3 separate regions of the Sus scrofa genome follow, and regions 1 and 3 are each linked to region 2. A link is a contact called in public HiChIP or PLAC-seq and promoter capture Hi-C data. All regions are on one chromosome and are shown on one strand. Each heading gives the region's core, a stretch centred on a gene start, on an enhancer-like site or on the middle of the called end of the contact. The rest is flanking DNA. Distances are from core to core; before and after follow the strand shown.

Region 1 (4,633 bases), core at 772-3,271, 430 kb before region 2:
CTATTGTGAGAAATCAAGCTTGCCATCAAAAAACCCATCTTGTCTTGCCCTCTTAATATTCTAAGTAATATAAACAACTAGAAATTTACTACAGGCTCTCATCCCACCTGCTTAGCTATGGAATGCTCTTAGCTTGGTCTACGGCACCTGTTAATCAGAAGCTCTCCGTGCCTTTAAGAATGCTTCACAGTTACTTATCAGCAACAAGAACTGGTTCTTTGCCCTGGGAGAATTTTATACTTTTTTTTTTTTTTTTGAACATCTTCGAGCTTTCTTTTGGTTTTCAAGCAAATTACCACAAGCAAGAAATGTAAACTTCGCCCATAAAGCTTTCACAAGCCCAAAGGCCAAGTTATTTAAACAAGAATCCGTATTTAGGATTTACTTTTTTTTTTTGTCTTTTCTAGGGCCGCTTCCCTCGGCATATGGAGGTTCCCAGGCTAGGGGTCTAATCAGAGCTGTACCTGCCGGCCTACACCACAGCCACAGCAAGGTGGGATCCGAGCCGAGTCTGCAACCTACACCACAGCTCATGGCAACGCCGGATCCTTAACCCACTGAGCAAAGCCAAGGGTCGAACCCGCAACCTCATGGTTCCCAGTCAGATTCGTTAACCACTGAGCCAGGTTGGGAACTCCCATATTTAGGGTTTCCTAACTGTGACCGCCCCACCTTAACGCAAATTATCTATCTAGTAAGACTCTTAAAACCAGAACTCTGGAGCTGGAAGAGCTCATGGAGTACCCTCCTTTTGCAGGAGACTGAGGAACACAAGAGACATGGCTTTTTCCTACCATGGAATAAACCAGTAGAGAGCTAGGTTTAAAGGGATTCAGCACTGTAAACCCCAATTATCTCTGGGAGTAGAGAATCAGGAAATCATTTAGGTTTGAAAAGACTCCAAGCAGATCTTCCTGTGGGCTGATGCATCTTAATCAACATGACACACAAGCGACCAATATTAACTGAACATCTGTTCCATGCAGAAGGTGGCCAGGCACCATGCGTGCTCTATAGTTTTATGACCCCGGCCCCAATTCTCCAAGCTAAGAATTATTAGACAGGTGTTCCAGATGGGGAAAACAGGCTGGAAAAAGTTAAATAACTTGTTCAAGGCCACAAGATTAGATAGTAACACAGCTGGGCTTCAAGTCAAGAGCTGTTGACTCTTACGGGGAAGAGGATGGAGGACCGTCTACAATGGACTGGGAAGCCAGGGATGCTTTACCTTCTTGGCCGAAGAACTGGCAAAGTCTTACAAATAACAATAGTTAATGCTAACGGGGCACTTAAAGACTGTCCTGCACCGTACTGCACCCTCCACGTGGGTTACCTAACCTAGTTTAAGTCTCCCATCAGTATTATGAGGTAGGTACACTCCTAACCACTACCTCCAAGGGACAATACTAAGACACGGTTAGGTTAACCAACTGGCTCTAAGGCACACATCGAGCCGCTGCCGAACAGAGCAGTCAAAACTAGGTCTCGCAGGCTTAAGAACATCAAGTTAGGTCGCAGTAGGCAGGCCTGGCTAGCCCGGAGCCCACGTTTTATGCGCGAGGCAGGCGGGCCCGGCACCGGCGCGGGACGCGGTGACTCAGTCTCCGGCGAGCCTGAAAGCGGGAGGACCTCCAGACCCCCCAGGCCAGAAGAGCGCTCTAGATCGGCCTTCCGCGTCGGCGAGGACCCAGAGCCTCCAAGTTCCCTCGGACCCCCGAGGGAGTGGCTCGAGGCCCCCACAGTCCTCAGTTTCCCCAGTGGGACAATTGGGCGTCGAGGCCCAGGCCTGGCCCTCAGTCGGCGCGGACGTCCTCTCTCTGCGCCGCTGGCCGAGAGGCCCGCGGGCTGAGTGGACAGCGGGAGCCTGACTCGGGCAGCTCCACTAGGCCCTCCGGCCACGCGCGCCCGCCCCTCACCTCCTTTAGGCATCTCGGCTCCGGCGGCTGCGGCGGCGGCGCCTCGAACTGACACCGGAACCGGAAATGCCTCGGGCTCGACTTCTTCCGCCCGGCCAGTTCCCCCCCCCACCCCGCCCTCCCTTCACGCCCCGCCGCCGCCGCGAGGACCGGGGACCTCAGGGAGGCCAGACTGTCCCACGCGCCGCCTGAGCCGGGGCTCGCCCGCCCGCTGCCGGGCAACAGAGCTCGTAGTCCCTCTACCCCCGGCCAGGGGAGGCGCGTGAGCCTGCCAGTCACCCCCGGGAAGCGAGGGCAAAAGGAAAGAGCGGCTCTGGAATTCTATACAGGCAGAGATGCGGACACCTAAGAAAACAGCGCAATCTCCACGCCTGTTGGGGCGGGGCTCTGCGAGGACCTCATCCTGAAGTGATCGCCTGGGAAGCCGAGGCGTTGGTTAAAGAAGGGGTAGCCGACGGCGACGGAGGTTTTGGTGTGTGTTTTTACTCTGTTCTCGGGTGTCTTGGTAGCGGCTGGGGCCGGGGATCGGAGGTCTGCGTTGGCCCAGAGAGCGATCTAAACAGCTGAACTGGGATGGGTTCGGGCCTCTGGACCAAGCGGTCGACGTGAGTTCCCGAGAAGAGGCGGCTCCTTGCTGGTTTGGCCGGAAGGATGGGAGGTTTGGGGGTTCTCTTTTAGGCTTTTTTCCCTTTTTTTCCCCATGCTTTCCGCCGAGAACGTTTTTTTTTAAATATTGCTTATTTTTGTAAGCCCGATTCAGAAGCTGTCGTCTTTCTGAGCCTTTCTTAACTACCCGGGCTGTAAGGTCTTCCTCCCTTCCTCTGAACGCCTTTCCGCTCGTCGCCTCTCCCGAGCGCTACCACCTCTTTACCGCCCCACACCTGCTGCTTCTTGCTCTAGTTACCTCTTATTTGTTGCCTCCCCTGGGAGGCCTCCTCTGACTCCCAGGCTGGACCAGGCCCTCAAATCTCCTGGGTCACAGCAAAGCGGTCATTCCTCTGTGTTTGTCCTCCCAGCCGGTGCGCGTTGGGACACGGACCAGATTCCATCCATCTCTAGCTTCCGAGCGGGGAGACCAGTACAGAGACCTCTGATCTGAGAGTCAGGAGCCCCTGACAGAGTCAGACTCTGCTAGTTCTCAGGCCTGTGCGATCCTGAGTTTTCCTCTTGTTAATCGGTCCTCATCTGTAAGGTTGTTTCTGAGAATTCTTGAAAGGACGGGGGGCGGGGCTTTGTGAACTTGTCAGGCCTACAAGTAACTGAACGAATTTGGGAGAGGGGAGTCTGGTATGCTTAAAAATAAAAGATAACTAACCTGAGTTTTCTTTGCCAGCCAAGAGATGCTATGTGGTTTGATAATGATTTCCTATGTAAGATTTGGAGTGGTCCATTGTATGGGCTTTACATGACTTGCCTTTCTGTAGTATGCTTGTTGGGTTCAAAAGAGACCTTGGCAATCCCGATGATACACCTCCCTCGTTTTACAGACAAGAGGAAGTGCCAGAAAGGGAATGTAACCTACCCCAAAGTCACAGCTGGTCAAGAACCTAAGCCTGTAACTGAAGAGGCCAGAGATCTTGGGAAAGAGACCCTAAGGTAACTTTGGTTTTACACTTTTTCCTTTTTTTTTTTTTTTTTTTTAATTTTTTGTCTTTTTGCCGTTTCTTGGGCCACTCCCGCAGCATTTGGAGATTCCCAGGCTAGGGGTCGAATCGGAGCTGTAGCTGCCAGCCTATGCCAGAGCCACAGCAACGTGGGATCTGAGCCGCATCTGCAACCTACACCACAGCTCACGGCAACGCCAGATCGTTAACCCACTGAGCAAGGGCAGGGATCGAACTGGAAACCTCCTGGTTCCTAGTCGGATTCGTTAACCACTGCACCACGACGGGAACTCCTCACTTTTTCCTTTTTAAACACTTACGTTCCTTACTCTCTCAATCATAGTCTTCCTCACACTGTGTTGTAATTCCCCTTTTAACTTTTTTTGGCCAGGGATAGAGGTTTCCTGTGTAAGTTCCCAGGCTAGGGATTGAACCCACAGCACAGCAGCGACCTGTGCCACAGCAGTGACACCACCAGGGAACTGCTCCTTTTTCACTTTTTATGTCCTTGCTAGACTATCACCTTCTCAGGGACAGAGTGTGCATCTTATTTTTTGTTCCGTGTTTCCCAGTACAGAGAGCTGTTCATAGTTGATATCAGTTAATGCTAACAGTCAAAACGTCTGAAGCACACATTAAATGCCAGGCATAGTACCTATAATTATGTCTTCACAAAAGCCCTATAAATTAGATTCTGTTATCCCCTATTTGCACATGAGAAAACAGATTTAGGAACATGAATGTGCACCAAAGTTGTGGCTTGTGAAGTCCCTTGGGGATCTGAGGCTCAGAAACCAATACATTTAATATTTTCCCCCCATAGATCTTTGCAAATTATCTTCTGGAGAAAAAATGCCTAAAGTCAAAAGAAGCCGGAAAGCTCCCCCAGATGGCTGGGAGTTGATTGAGCCAACACTGGATGAATTAGATCAAAAGATGAGAGAAGGTAAGTGGGGGAGTTCCTGTCTGGATGGGCTCTGTCCAAGGGCCACAGGCTTTGATGCCTGTGGGGCCAGGCATAAACCCAGGTATAAATGGGAAGAGACAGGCTGCACCACTGTGGCCTCTTGATGCTATTTTGTTTGCTTATTAATTCACAGGAATGCTATCAAT
Region 2 (4,498 bases), core at 531-3,030:
AGAATACTAAAAAAGAATGTGTGTGTGTGTATAAAATGCACGTATGACCGAGTCACTTTGCTGTATAGCAGAAAGTGACACAACATTGTAAATCAAATACACGTTAATTTTAAAAACAATGAAGGCATGGGAGCAGAGTTATAAACACACAATCTTGCTCACACTGTTTTCACACAGATTGTGACCTATGAAATTTGAATCTAACATATAAATCACTCCAGACTAATGTTGCTTCCTTATACGGTGATCAATTCTTTGAGCCAGTGGAAGTGGAAGTCAGGACAGCCTTCCCGGAAGAGGAGTCACTTGGCTAACAGCATAACGGGAAAGGAATAGCAGGCTTATTGTGCTTCTTGCATCATTGAGTCTCTGACAACCTGTTTACCTGTACTGATGTCTGAGCCTAATGCTTCCCTGAGTGTTATTTGATTTTCACCTTTGACTGATTGCCAAGAACTAAGAAAGAAGATAGGCCATTTACGTTGATGAGACACTGTGTTCTCATACCTGTGTCACTACTTCACATTGGCTGTTCTAAAACTACCTGTTTGTGTCCCTAACTTCAACCTGAATAATGTCTAAGTCTTGGTCATTTTTGTGTCCTAAGCATATAGAGCTTTGAAAGCATGTGACAAGCCCGTATGTGAAAACATGGGCTTTTAGACAACCTGACATTCACCCACTTGGCCTTGAGTCAATGAACGGATGAATAGATGTGTTCATGCATTTCACTTAGCAGGTGCTTCCTGGAGAAAGTATGAACGCAAAGATGACTAACTATGATGGTAGAAATTTCATGCTGTGAGATAAGCTCCCAAGGAAATAAAGAAAGCAGATGACATAGCTGGGACTCACTGCAATTTATCAATGAGACACCCACTCATTCAGGCTATTGTTCAGAAGTCCAAGGGACTAACAGACTAGAGGGATGGAGGTCTCTCTTTCTGCAGAAGGTCTGAAGTGAGAAAGGATGAAGCAAGAAGGAAGCACACACACACAGCTTAAATGTCATGTGTTTCCATTGAGTTTAAGAATCTTTGTGATTTTTTTCACATAATTCATGGTTTCTCAGGCCAAGGAGACACAGGACATGGATCAGAGTCATGACAATGAGGTCATGTAATTTCCAGAGCCTCAATTTTCAGGTTTCTTCAGGAATGGGGTGGGGCTCACAGATGATACCAACTTCTGCTATAGGCCTTCTCCTTACCAGTTCTCAAACCCATTAAAAATCCCCTACTTATCAAAAAAGCAGGGAGCCATCTGCTCTGGTAAGTATCACATCACTGGTAGATAAGGAGTTTGGGGTCCACTTGGCCACCAGGCTGCTTTCCTTTCTTCACTCTCTTTACACCCATTGATCTTGGACTTGCAGCCTTTCCAGAGAGAGGGGCCATTCTTTGCTCTAGAATCTTTCTAACTTGCTGTCTATGGCAGGACACTCTGAGGGCAGGACAGCAATTGTCCTGAATTGATACCCCTTGATGCAACCATCACCATCTCCCCCATGTTCTGCCTCTCCTTCTGGAGCCCTCTTGTCAACAGAATCCTGATGGATCCTCATGGATGTGCAGTGATGATGGCTGAGGCCCAGCCGGGACTCCTGGTGTACTAACAATCCAGGAAGATGGTGTGGTCACCAATGAGTCACTTGAAAAAGTCATGCGGTGACCTGGTGGTCTTACTTCCAGCAACACAATTCCACCAACCTTTCTGATTCCCACTCTGTAGAAAGCACCGTGCTGGGTACCAGGGCTATAACTGCAACTGATACCCAGACTGTGCCCAAACTCTCCATCTGGTGAGGGGACAGAGTGGTGAGGAAACCAGCAATGGTGCTGGAGGCAATAGATTTGTGTGCAGGGGACAGAAGACCCCAGCAAAGGAAATGCTTCTATCTGGTTGAGGAGGTTGGTTAGGAAATTTCTAAGACAGGGGGTTATGTCTGAGCTGGGATTTAAAGGATGAGCAGTGGATGTAGAGAGAAAACAAGGGAATTTCTAGGCAGAGGAAACTGCATGGGTAAAGATCTGTCGATCTAGATTGTCAAAAGAATTTCAAGTATTTTAACATGTGGGCAGGTATGGAGACAAGTGCATTTTAGAGGAGATTAATAGCCTGTGGTTTTATGTGAGTTTCTGTAATGCTTGGGATTACTGATAACCCTGACTGAGTTGTTATTGAATTCCCATAGAATATGAACTCAAGGGAGGACTAACTGGAGTGTCCATGATGTTTTGCCAGCGCTCAAGGCAGGAGGGGCTCCTGCAGGTGGAACACAGGGGGCTCTTCCATTGGCTGCAGCTCCAGCCCCACCTCCTTTCCCAGCACTTAAACCTCCAGCCCCAATGACTCTCTAGTGGGCAGCAAGGGGACCTCCACACTCTCAGAGCAGCACACACAGCTGAAGGGACACTCAGAGGAGGGAACCCCAGAGGACGGTGGCCATGGACCTGATTCCAAGTTTTTCTGTGGAAACTTGGCTTCTCCTGGTTACCAGCCTGGTGCTCCTCTATCTGTGAGTAACTGTCCAGACCTGTCTCCTCCATAGCCTTGGGCTTGGGGTGCTAAATAGGTCCTCCTTTCCCTGTTTTTTTTTTAATTATTCAATGGATTTTATTACATTTATAGTTGTACAATGATCATCACCGCCCAATTTTATAGGATATCCATCCCAAACCCCCAGCCATCCCCCCACCCCCAACCTGTCTCCTTTGGAAACCATAAGTTTTTCAAAGTCTGTGAGTCAGTATCTGTTCTGCAAAGAAGTTCTTGCATCCTTTTTTTTTTTTTTTTTTTTTTTTTAGATTCCACATATGAGTGATAGCAAGTGATATTGGTGTCTCACTGTCTCACTATCTCTGTCTGTTTTGAAGATCAAAGTTAACTGAGAAAAAGTTGCTAGAGCTTTCAGTGGTACAGAATTTTTTTTCTCATTTCTACCTAGAATGAGAATCTCCAAATTATGGCAGAATCAAGTAACTCTTAACATTAGTTTTCTGGAAGAACACCAGCCTGAACTCAGGAGCACTCAAACTGGAAACATATATGAAATATTTGTTCTAGGATTGGGACCTTTTAGACTTCAGCTGCTTTTAGCTAATCATTATTACCTTTGATGGATCTCATAGTGGTGGGAAATGAGATGAAGAGTGAATGTAATTATTCCTTTTTGAGTTACTAATTGCTTATTGCCTACATGTTACCTCTGAGGTTGATGATTGCAGGTCTGAGTCACTGACTAGCCAGCCCCAGCACCTGTTCCTCAGTCCCTGTGACCTGGTTTTCTCTTTGATTTTGTAGATATGGGACTTATTCACATGGATTTTTTAAGAAGCTGGGGATTCCTGGGCCGACACCTGTGCCTTATTTTGGAAATATTCTGGCCTACCGTAAGGTATGTGTTATTTGAGCTCCCTCTTTGCTTCTTACAGTTGCCAATTCCAGCCAAGTTCCTCAGTAAAAGTTCCTCTCCTCAGGAAGAGGAAGTTCTGAGGTTTCACACTTTCCAGAAAGGGCACCATGGCCCTTGCGCAGCACATGGCCACATTTACCCCACAGATGCATTGTCAGCTGTTAGGAACCTCAGCTTTTCCCTCAGACAGCTCAGCTCTCTGGCTGATTCAGCACAGGACTTGAAGTTCCAACTTGTGATTTTTGTGAACAGGATTTTCTTTCTCCCAGATGCAGGTTCCCAGGCAGGGACAATCGCCTTTAGAAGAAGAGCATTACATGGGTGCCTGGTTTCATTAAGTTGTGTGCACTAGAGTCAAACGTTCCTGTTGGTAGCATAAACTATAGCCATAAGCATAAGAGTTCATACTTCATATCCTGATTCTCCCAACCGAGGCTCTCCTTGTCTCATTACTGCCTGAGAACTTCCTGAACTTCTTTCCCTCAGAAGCAATATTTTCCTTGTCACCCCTGCTTTCCAAATGAACTCTTTAGTAGATGTACCCCAAGACCTGCAGTTCTGGGACCTTCATTTTCATAGTTAAACCATCGAATATCACAGCAGAGGAGTTCCCATGTGGCTAAGCAGGTGAAAGAGCTGACATTGTTGTCTCTGTGAGGATGGGGGTTCGATCCCTGGCCTCGTTTAGTGGGTTAAGCATCTGGCATTACTACAAGCTGCAACATAGGTCACAGATGCCGCTTGGTACCTGAGTTGCCATGGCTATGGTGTAAGCTGTGGCTGCAGCTCAGATTTTGACCCCTAGTCCAGGAACTTCCGTATGCTGCAGGTGCAACTGTAAAAGGGAAAAAGAAAAAAATCACAGCAGAAACCTAGTGACAAGAAAATTCTTCTTAAGTTTCAGGAGTGAAAACTCAGAGCAAGTGCTTTAATCCTCGCTATCCTTTGTGGAGCTGTGGCATCTCCCCATCTTTTCCGTGTTGAGCTGGAAAACTCAAAATCAAGTCCACTTTGCCACTTATTCACTCGCTCACTTTCTCACTCAACACACATGCCTTAGCCTTACTTAAATCTGCTAGACTA
Region 3 (4,420 bases), core at 1,884-4,383, 390 kb before region 2:
TGCTGTAGGTGCGGCCTTAGAAAAGACAAAAAAAAAAAAAAAAAAAACCCTTGGTCCTTGGCAGCTGCACTGGAAACCTCCCCAACACTCCTGTGCAGTGGCTGGTTCATACCAGCAGAGCACGGCGAACAGAACGGACTCTAGCAGCAAGTATTCTGGGCTTAGTGCCACTGTGAGGTTGTGTGCCCTTGGGCAATAACTGCCCTCTCTGTGCCTCAGTTTCCTCCCTTGTAAAATAAGGTAAGAATAGTACCCACCAGGGTACTTATCTCTGGGTACTACGTGAGCTCACTATGTGAAGGCAAGAGTTAGCCATATACAGTTCCTGGTCATGACAGAATTTCAACGAAGGCTGAGAAAGGACCACAGGTTCTTGGGAAGACAGGTGACTACTTGGCTTGATTTTTATGACTTCAAGAAGCAAACTCTGCACCTATATGGAGAGGCATGGAAATGCCAAGTGTCTTCTGGGTGCTAAATCCAACCCTGGGGCTGGCCAGAGAATAAAGAGTTTTAGGTTTTGCAGGCCACACAAAGTCTCTGTAACATAGTCTTTTTTTTTCTTTTTAAACAATTTTTTTTGGCTGTACCCACAGCATGCAGAACTTCCCAGATAAGGGACTGAACCCATGCCACAGCAGCAACCAGGACTGCTGCAGTGACAATGCCAGATTCTCAACCTGCTGCACCACAAGAGAACTCCTTAAACAAATTTCTTTTTTCTTTTTAGGGCCGTACCTGCAGCATATATAAGTTTCTGGGCCAGGGGTTGAATGGGAGCTGCAGCTGCCAGCCTACACCACAGCTACAGCAATATCAAATCCAAGCTGCAACTACAACCTATGCCACAGTGAGCACAACGCCAGATCCTTAACCCAATGAGCAAGGCCAGGGATCAGAACTGCATTCTCCAGAAACAAGGTCGAGTCCTTCACCTACTAAACCACAATGGGAACTCCTTAAACAAATTTTTTAAAAAATATAAGAGGAGTTCCCGTCGTGCCTCAGCGGAAACAAATCTAACTACTATCCATGAGGGTGCAAATCCAATCCCTTGCCTTGCTCAGGTGGGTTAATGATCTGGCATTGCTGTGAGCTGTGGTGTAGGTCCCAGATGAGCTCAAGGCCCTGATATGGTGTTGCTGTGGCTGTGGCAAAGGCCAGCGGCTAGAGCTCCAATTCGATCCTAGCCTGGGAACCTCCATATGCCATAGATTCAGCCCTAGAAAAACAAAAAAATAAAATAAAATTCTTTAGTTCACAGGCCATACAAAAACAGGGCACAGTAAATCCAGCCCATTGGCAATACTTTGCTGATCTCAACCTCCTCTGTTACTGTTATTTATTTGCTAATGAACTACTGGCTTTATATTCTGACAAAAGACTCCATCTAAAAGATCACCAGGAGTTCCCATTGTGGCTCAGCAGGTTAAGAACCTGACATAGCCTCCGTGAGGACGCACGTTTGATCCCTGGCCTCCCTTGGTGGGCTAAGGATCCAGCACTGACATGCTGATTCGGCTCGATCTGTTGTTGCCGCTGAGGCTGTGGCAAAGGCCTGCTGCAGCTATACCTCTAATTTGAGCCCTAGCCAGGGAACTTCCATATGCCACAAGTGCAGCCCAAAAAAGGAAAATAAATAAAATAAACACCATCAGTATCTGGACACCAATTCCTTCACCTGGGTGATGCCCAAAAGTCACAGAGGGACAGCTAGATGACTAGCACCCAACTGTGGACCAAGCAGTGCTGCAAGCACCTCACACACACTGTTTAACCTTTGGTTCACAGTGCTCTCCACTGCGATCCTCTGCTTAAATCAGATGCCAGGCCTCGAGGCTTCCTTTTCACATGTCCTGTTTAAACAACACGGCTACCCTGGATAAATGTTCTCATGCCCATTTTTACAAATGGGAAATAAGTAGCATCTTCTTTTTTTTTTGTCTTCTTAAGGCCACACCCGTGGCATATGTAAGTTCCCAGACTAGGGGTCTAATCAGAGCTGTAGCTGCCAGTCCATACCACAGCCACAGCAACGACAGATCCAAGCCACTGTCTGCAACCTACACCACAGCTCAAGGTGACCGTGGATCATTAATCCAGAGCAAGGCCAGGGACTGAACCCGAGTCCTCATGGATACTAGTCGGGTTTGCTACCGCTGAGCCACGATGGGAACTCCCCTCTTCCTTTTTGATCCCCTTTTCATTTCTCCAGGCTGATTAAGATATAGAAACCTGGGATAAGATACAGGATTAGACAAAACTCTCACTATCATGCGGTGTGACCGCAGGCAAGCCACACATTTCTGACTGTTATTTCCCCCATCCTTAAAATGGGATCAACGTTCCTGGCAACGACTTCCTGACAAGGCTACCATCAGGATCCGGGGCTAAAACATGGTGGTTTCCATATTTTTTTAAAAATCAATGTGGACAGTCTGACGAGTGTAGATTTACACACGCAGATCACCGAAAAGCCTGCTGGCCATAAAGTCATTCTTGTGATTAAAGCTCAGTTTACCACGGAGACGCAGAAGCCTAGGTTGGAATCCCAGCTCAGCCCACTCACTCACTAGTTGTGACCTTGAATAGGTCACCTCACCTCGCTAAGCCTACTCAACAAATACACGCGTTGAGCCTTACGTGGTGCCAGGTGCCCACCGCCCTAGGTAACAGCTCCTCCTAGAAGCTGAACTTCAGCTTTGCGCCGAGAGCTCAGCTACAAAGCGCCAGGGGTTGAGCTCAGGTGCAAAGCGGAGATGAGCGCCGCTATTCCTCAGCGGGGTGAGGGAGGGTGGCTCTAAGCCGCGCATTCCCAAGCCCCAAAGCGCGTCTCTGGGCTGCCGTCACTTTCCCTGCCGCAGCCGAGTGGCGCGGTCCCTGGGCAGGCCGGAGGCGCGGCGGGGCGAGCAGCGAAGGGTCGGGCGGCGCAGGACCTGGGCAAAGCTCTCGTGCGCCTCCAGTGAGGGCGCGGAGAAGGCTCTGAGGGAAAGGCAGGCCGCTCCGGCACTCGGTCCTTCCCCTCCCGGTGCGGCTCTGAGCACTGAACCCTAGACCCCGACTCCTGCCTTCAACCTGAGGGCCCTAACCAGAGCCAGAACCGGAGACTCACCAACTGACGCCATCTTGGAGTCCTGGCTGTCCGCTTGGCCGTGTCGCGCTAGGGCTGCTGGGTAAGGAGCATGCGCCCTGGGGCCCCGGAGCAGAGGCTCACGGGAGGCAGGTCGCGACTGGGACGAAGCTGGGGTTGCAAGTCCGCCCTGGGAAAAAGGGCTAAGTCCCTGGAGGGCAAAGACCTGGGTCCAGCTTTTAGGGACCGGCGGGGTGAGGAGGTGGGGATGGTAGTTAGGAGGAAGGAGGCTGGTAGGACCCCCAGAGAGGAAAGTGAGGAAAGAGCATCCTAACTCTCTATCACCTTAAATTTGTTGTGAAACATGACGAGGGCGCCTTAGGACCCTTCCTCTCAGCTGTGTTTGATGGGACTTAAACTCTGACTCTCAGGGGATCCCCAGTCACCAGGAAAAGCCGGTGTCCAGAGTTAGGCTCTAAATGGGTTTGATTCAAGAGTACCTGCAGGCGTTCCCTCTGTGGTTTAGTGGTTTAAGAATCCCACTGCAGGGAGTTCCCACTGTGGCTCAGCTGGTTAAGAACCCTCATCCTATCCACAAGGATTCGCGTTTGACCCCTGGCCTTGCTCGGTGGGTTGGGAATCCATGGCTACTGCAAGCTGTAGTGTAGGTCGCAGATGTGGCTCAGATCTGGCATTCCTGTGGCTGGGGCATAAGCTGGCAGCTGCAGCTCCAATTGAACCCCTAGCCTGAGAACTTCCACATGCCGCAATGTGCAGCCCTAAAAAGGGGGAAGGGGGAGGTGGAGAAGAGAGAGAGAGAGAGAGGAAATCCTTCGGCAGTGGCTGGGGTCGCTATGGAGGTTCTAGTTCAAGTTTGATCCCCACTGTTTGATTGGTGCAGTGGGTTAAAAGCTCTGGGGTAAAGAGTACCTGTCCATGTCCAGGCTCTGGGAATGCTAAGGACAGAAGGTGTCCACAGCTCCAGTCCTTTCTGCCACTTCTTTTCCAGCACAGTGATGCAAAGGCCACAATAACTACTCCTGGTTAAGCAATTCTGACTTGGGTGAGATGCTTTGATCTCTTGAATCTCAGTTTTCTTCTCTGTAAAATAGGCATGTAACACTTGCCTGGCATCCTTGTTGTAGGAAACAAATGAAACAAGGTGTGTCAAAATAAAGGATTAAGAGCTGAGTGGATAGTAGGAATTGGACCAGTGAACTGATGCCTTCCTCACGAAAGTGACTTGGGGGACTTAATTATCAAATTCATTTTTTTTTTTTGTCTTTTTTGTTGTTGTTGTTGTTGCTATTTCTTGGGCCGCTCCCGCGGCATATGGAGGTTCCCAGGCTA

What was found. Promoter capture Hi-C pulls out the DNA fragments that hold promoters and counts their contacts. HiChIP or PLAC-seq counts read pairs in DNA pulled down with a chosen protein or histone mark.
Region 1: a contact with region 2 is called in an H3K27ac HiChIP or PLAC-seq map of alveolar macrophages. The contact joins the promoter of PDAP1 here to the promoter of LOC110259856 in region 2. A contact is called at or near these places in 1 of 5 promoter capture datasets (liver), 3 of 47 Hi-C or Micro-C datasets (embryonic fibroblasts, retroperitoneal adipose tissue and subcutaneous adipose tissue) and 1 of 2 datasets of contacts at active chromatin or transcription factors (alveolar macrophages).
Region 3: a promoter capture Hi-C map of liver shows a contact between it and region 2, with 4 times the contacts expected there. The contact joins the promoter of ATP5J2 here to the promoter of LOC110259856 in region 2. A contact is called at or near these places in 1 of 5 promoter capture datasets (liver) and 1 of 2 datasets of contacts at active chromatin or transcription factors (alveolar macrophages).

The regions. Positions count from the first base shown.
Region 1 is chr3:6,353,192-6,357,824 of Sscrofa11.1, forward strand. It overlaps PDAP1 (28 kDa heat- and acid-stable phosphoprotein), which reads right to left and starts at 2,022. Exons shown (of 6, transcript XM_005661875.3): 1 at 1,917-2,022. The coding sequence starts at 1,929. BUD31 (protein BUD31 homolog) reads left to right here and starts at 2,058. Exons shown (of 6, transcript XM_003124311.4): 1 at 2,058-2,388; 2 at 3,404-3,512; 3 at 4,344-4,466. The coding sequence starts at 4,373.
Region 2 is chr3:6,787,948-6,792,445 of Sscrofa11.1, forward strand. LOC110259856 (cytochrome P450 3A29-like) reads left to right here and starts at 1,781. Exons shown (of 13, transcript XM_021086162.1): 1 at 1,781-2,518; 2 at 3,304-3,397. The coding sequence starts at 2,448.
Region 3 is chr3:6,393,718-6,398,137 of Sscrofa11.1, forward strand. ATP5J2 (ATP synthase, H+ transporting, mitochondrial Fo complex subunit F2) reads right to left here and starts at 3,134. Exons shown (of 4, transcript NM_001097464.1): 1 at 3,113-3,134. The coding sequence starts at 3,125.